Regions from separate parts of the Mus musculus genome. Here region 2 is linked to region 1. The links are chromatin contacts, called in public Hi-C maps. All regions are on one chromosome and are shown on one strand. The core of a region is the stretch at or near the end of the contact, and the rest is flanking DNA. Distances in the headings are between cores, read along the strand shown.

Evidence for each region. A called contact is a pair of places that touch in the nucleus more often than the background predicts.
Region 2: a Hi-C map of neural progenitor cells shows a contact between it and region 1, with 4 times the contacts expected there. The contact joins the promoter of Magel2 here to the enhancer-like site in region 1. A contact is called at or near these places in 6 of 39 promoter capture datasets (cranial neural crest, embryonic stem cells, hippocampal neurons and 2 more), 1 of 15 datasets of contacts at CTCF or cohesin (pro-B cells), 5 of 484 Hi-C or Micro-C datasets (the AtT-20 cell line, embryonic stem cells, liver and 2 more), 1 of 115 datasets of contacts at active chromatin or transcription factors (embryonic forebrain) and 1 of 9 other capture datasets (embryonic stem cells).

The regions. Positions count from the first base shown.
Region 1 is chr7:62,077,525-62,080,224 of GRCm38.p6, forward strand. No RefSeq gene overlaps it. Among named protein-coding and RNA genes, the nearest start is that of Mir344i, 6.4 kb to the right of the region's middle. Within about 2 kb of position 1,292, at least 39 of the 459 cell types and tissues checked have an H3K27ac peak or open chromatin away from gene starts, as enhancers often do. A contact at or near this core is called in the AtT-20 cell line, neural progenitor cells and stem cell-derived neural progenitor cells, where this site is marked.
Region 2 is chr7:62,375,713-62,378,412 of GRCm38.p6, forward strand. It overlaps Magel2 (melanoma antigen, family L, 2), which reads left to right and starts at 1,267. Exons shown (of 1, transcript NM_013779.2): 1 at 1,267-2,700. The coding sequence starts at 1,638. All of the region lies in intron 1 of Gm32061 (predicted gene, 32061), which reads right to left.

The sequences.
Region 1 (2,700 bases), core at 42-2,541:
AAGAAATATAAAAGAAAAAGGATACTTTGAAAGAAATGTTCTTTCTAGGGGTCTATGGGCTTGTTCTTTCTTTCATTGGATTTAAAATAATAGAAGGTACAGAAGAAGAAGAAACAAGTATATTAGCCACAAACCTGCAGCAATACACACCTGGTTTGACATATATACTCTGTGAGAATTTTTAATGATAGTAAGATAGAAATAAAGGAAGATGTCACTGTTAGAGTTCCTTAATCTCTAAGAATGTTATTGAGTATCAGGTAAGAGAATGTCAGGAAAAGATAGCATCTGAAAAACTGAAGCTGCCCAAATGGATAACAGAGCAATAAAAAAATTCTATTTCTCCAGTGGAGTCTCACTGCATATAAGAGTTCTTCTAAATAGTGGGGCTTAACTGGAGATGGTTCCCACAGAAAGCAAACATATACATTTTTGGAGGAATTTTTTCCACATAATGCTTTTTCAGGGATTTTTTTTAAACCTGGCAGTCTACTTGCTTATATTTTATATATTCTGGTATGGTGTTTTTATGGAATTTCCATGAGTGTGGACATGAGTGTCTCCTAAGTGTCCACTACTTTTACTTTGGCTACTTTTCTTCTGTATGTTTGCTTGTTTGTTTTTTAATTTAACACTATGTTGTAGTCATAGTAGACTTAGTAGTCATCATGGTAGTATCATATTTCTGTTTGCATACTAATGAAATAGAGAAAGAAAGAGAATAGATTTGGAAGGATGGATTAGCACAGAGTATCCTAAAGGAGTGGGATGGAAAAACTCAAACAATAATATATTAAAAGGAAATAAATCTACAATAAAATGAACAAATCACAAATGAGGCCTTTCTTGGCAAATGTTTTAGCTCTAAGCTATTTTAGTTTCAAGGTGCCATGGAGAGATGCAATTAAATAGCAATTATTTACATAGTAGGTCATGAAGGGAGTGTAAAAGGCATCAAGTCTCCAGTCATCCAGATATTGAAGGTTAAGATGAATCACCCTTATTTCAGATAAATTTATTAGTGACAGCTGTGTAAAAATGATATATAAGTGGTTAAATTTCTGAAAGATGAAATGAGCACTGAATGACTCTAAGAATAACTGTGTGGAATCCAAATATGCCAGCCCACAGTACTTACACTACATTTCTATTTGCTCTGCCTCCTGTAGCTCCCAGGAGCAGTCTCCCTGCTCTACTGAGCATCATGCAGTCAGGCCCTGGCTAGAGCCTGGACCCAGCTGAAAGCTGGACTCCAGCCAGGAGCCTGACTTGCAAAATCCCTGTGTTTACAGACTTCTATTTGCTCTGTTTGCCTATGATTGGATGTGCTTCCGTAAGAAGAATAGAGCTAGGACCAATCAAGAGAGAGATCTCAAACCAAGAGATGGAAATAAAAAAACCTACTGTATCTAGGGAGATTTAAAGCAACACTCTTGTTTTAACTCTCTCCCCTCTCCCTGTATGCTGCAGCAGAAGCAGAGAAATTGGAAGGAAATGGATAAAATATAATTTAGTCTGGGCTGTGGCTCTAATGAATCCCCCCAAAAAGGCAGCCAGTGGCACCTAGAGGCTGAGAATGTATCTAGCTGCTTGAATCTAGATCCTGGACATTAATGAGAAAGATTCCATTTTGATCTGGACCATTGAGATTCTGATTTTCAGCTGGCAAGAACAGCTTACTGTGTAATCTTTTCATTCTGCCTGTGTCACTTTACTCATGGGTCATTATTACACGTGTGGGCCTTCACCCCTAATTAGAACTTTATTTCTATTACAGTGCCCTGCAATGTGCTGTTTGCATTAAAAAAGAAATGTTGTTTTGAACAATGGTCACACAATATATTCAGTATGTCTGGAGTATTCAAAAGTACCATGACAATCAAGATATCATTTTCTTAAAAAAAAACTGTTAAATTGTGTATAAATTTAATACTTCTTTGTGTTGTTGTTTGCGTATGTGTGTGGTATATTGGGGGTGTACATGGTGCACACACGTGTAGTTTTTGATGACAGACAGAAGGGCATAGAGTTGTTCATGGACTATGGCAGCCAGAGGGTGAACTCTGCTATTGCTTCTCTTGTGCCTCCATTTAAAATAAAAAGACTGTCTGATGTGGCCTCAATGAGAGAAGACTAAACAAACCCTTGAGAGACTTGACGCCCCATGGAATGGGGACATCTGGAAGGGTATGGGGGTTTTATTGGTGGTGAGGACATCCTCTTGAAGACAGGGGAGGACAAGTGGGATGAAGAACTGTCAGAAGACAGAGTGGGAGGGGAAAAGTGACTGGACTACAAAAAAAAGATAACAAAATAAAGGAAAAATACTACAGGAACAGGGAAGTAAACATAATCCCATGGGGTGGGAACATGGGGTCCTGATCCTACTCCACAGAAAACCAGGTGATTATAGACAGAAGGAAAGCTGACTGCACTACCAGCAATGCTTGTGATGGGGATGAAAGAAAGGCCAGGAATGGCTGGGCTGGTCTACCTATAAACCTGGGCAGTTCCAAGTTATACATGCCACAGGCAGACTCTTCTATCTCCCTTTGTAGCCTGGGTTCATCAGTGTCTCAGACCCTGGGAGTGGGTTGTCCTTCTCCTGTATTACCACAGCATGACATTGTTTTCCCATACTGGTCTTTTGAACAAGTAATAAAGTGTACCACACACATTTAACCTGGTCAATTGCACGAG
Region 2 (2,700 bases), core at 17-2,516, 300 kb after region 1:
GGTCAGTCATCCTGGGGCATATTTCTTCTTTATGGCCCACCAGTTAAAAACGAACAACAACAACAAAACTATTTAGGAGCATGTGCTGAAGGTATGTTAAGAGTTGGGTACAGCCTTCAACATTCTCTTCTGCCCCCTAGTGGTTTCTTTCCTCACCTTGGACGACTGCCCTAGGCTGCAAACCACTCCTTGTAAAGGAATCATAATGCTAGTTACCGTCTATAAACCACTAAACTTGACCTAAACTGAGATTGCCACTTAATTTTGGGGAGAAAGAATACCAATATGCAGTAATTTTGATGGGTACCTCTTTATTTGTTAACATGGTATATGTCCATTTTTTAGCTGATTTTCCAGAAAACTTTTCTTATACTCTCCATTTTTCTAGAACTAATTTCCAGCACATTGCTTCATTTTTTAATTATTGTTATTTTCAGGATGTCTTTCACACTCTATTGTCTCATCTCACCCACTTTAGAAGTTGATTTTCCCGCGTTTAAACTTCTGCCTCCGTGAATTTCTGTTAATTTACTTCCAAGGTTCCTTTTCTTTCCTCTCTAATTGGCTCGTCTTTTCTCTACCCGATTCTACGATGTAGTCAGTATTCTTCTAGATGAGTTTAGATTTTCCCCCCTCTGAACACACTTTTAAACAATTGTATCCACTACTACTACTATGTTTTGATAAAGAATGGGCAAACTTGATTCTCGGATCCTCGTAATGAATACAGTTATAATAGACCACCTATGTTATCCCTGGGTTGACTGACTCATGTCCTAGCAAATATTCATCAACTCCCCTTACCCTGCATGTGCTTCCTGCCCTTCAGTTACTTGACAGAATAAACTACTCCAGGAAATTCACACACCCGAGACAGATACCTGAATACAGTCATTTTTTTCTACACCTTCGTTAAATTGTAATAGCTGTCTCGAATAGCTCCCCAGTCCCTCTTACGTCAATGTACTTCGTTTCTGAGCTCAGACCACACCACTACCCCCACCTTTGGACATGTTCCATGTTGCTAGTGGTTTATTCCCACTTCATAATGCAGCACAGTGATTTTTTTTGAACCGTAAATCTGTCCCTATCACTTGCCTATATAAACTCTTGCTTAAAGAGTATGAACTAGCTTAGTTGAGGATCTATACCGCAGGAGAAGGGATATTGAGTCAGTCGGGACTTTGGTAGACGCCCCTCTGAACAATCCACTTGTGGTGGTCGGGGGCGGGGAAGGGGCGGGATTGAGCCCCCTCCCCCCTCCTTCTTACTGCGGAGAGCTGCAGAGCCAGCCGACACTCTGTGTGAGCTGCGCTGCGAGCTGTGAGCTGAGAGCTGTGAGCTGCGTGGCGGAGCAAGCCAGGCAGTAGCACTTGGCTGAAAGCTGCGGTGCTAGCCAGGCAGCGCTCGCTGAGAGTTGCGGTGCCAGCCAGGTAGTGCTTGCTGAGAGCTGCTGAGAGAGCCCAGCTGCGCTCGCTGAGAGCTGCGGAGAGAACCGCGGAACACGCCAGTCTGCACCGGCTTCCTATTCAGCCTTCAAGCTGGAGGGGGATCCTGGACAGCCACGTCGGCATGCTCAGCACTGGAAGAAAAAGCGCAGCAACCGGAGACGGGCCACCACCAGTCAAGCAAGGGACATGTCGCAGCTAAGTACGAATCTGGGGGATTCCAGCCCTCCGGAGTCCCCAGTGCCTGCAGTCCATAGCCGCCCTACGGTTCTGATGCGGGCTCCGCCTGCTTCCTCCCGGGCTCCTCCTGTCCCCTGGGATCCACCTCCAGTGGACTTGCAGGCTCCCATGGCTGCTTGGCAGGCTCCTCAACCTGCCTGGGAGGCTCCGGAGGGCCAGCTGCCTGCCCCAGTGGCTCAGCTGGCCCAGCCTCCTGGTCTAGGGGCCCCAATGGTCCAGGCTCCACCGCTCGGAGGGGGGATGGCCAAGCCTCCAACTCCTGGAGTCTTGATGGTCCATCAGCCCCCTCCGGGAGCCCCCATGGCCCAGTCTTCAACTCCGGGAGTCCTGATGCTACATCCTTCTGTCACGGGGGCCCCTTTGGCTCATCCTCCTCCCCCAGGAACCCCGATGACACACCCTCCCGGGACCTCGATGGCGCACCCTCCTCCTCCTCCTCCTCCCCCTCCTCCTCCTCCTCCTCCTGGGACCCCAATGACCCACCCACCTCCTCCTGGGACTCCGATGGGTCACCATCCTCCTCCTGGGAACCCTATGACCCATCCTCCACCGGGGAACCCGATGGTGCATCCTCTCACTCATGGAGCCCCGATGGTCCATGGGGGACCACATGGAACTCCAATGCCGCATGTTCCCATTACGGGGACACCGATAGCCCAGCAGCCAACTCCAGGAGTCCTGATGGCCCAGCAGCTGACACCGGGAGTCCTGATGGTCCAGCCGCCTGCTCCGGGAGCTCCGATGGTCCAGCCACCTCCACAGGCTGCCTTGATGACCCAGCCTGCACCTTCGATTACTCCGATGGCCAAGCCTCCAGGTCCTGGTGTCGTGATGATCCATCCTCCAGGTGCCAGAGGTCCAATCATTCAGACTCCAGTATCAGGAGCACCAATGGCTCAGACAGTGCTGCCCCCTGGGCAGCCTCTGGCCACTTGGGCCCCACAGGGTCAGCCTTTGATCCTACAAATCCAGTCTCAAGTCATAAGGGCTCCTCCACAGGTTCCCTCTGTAC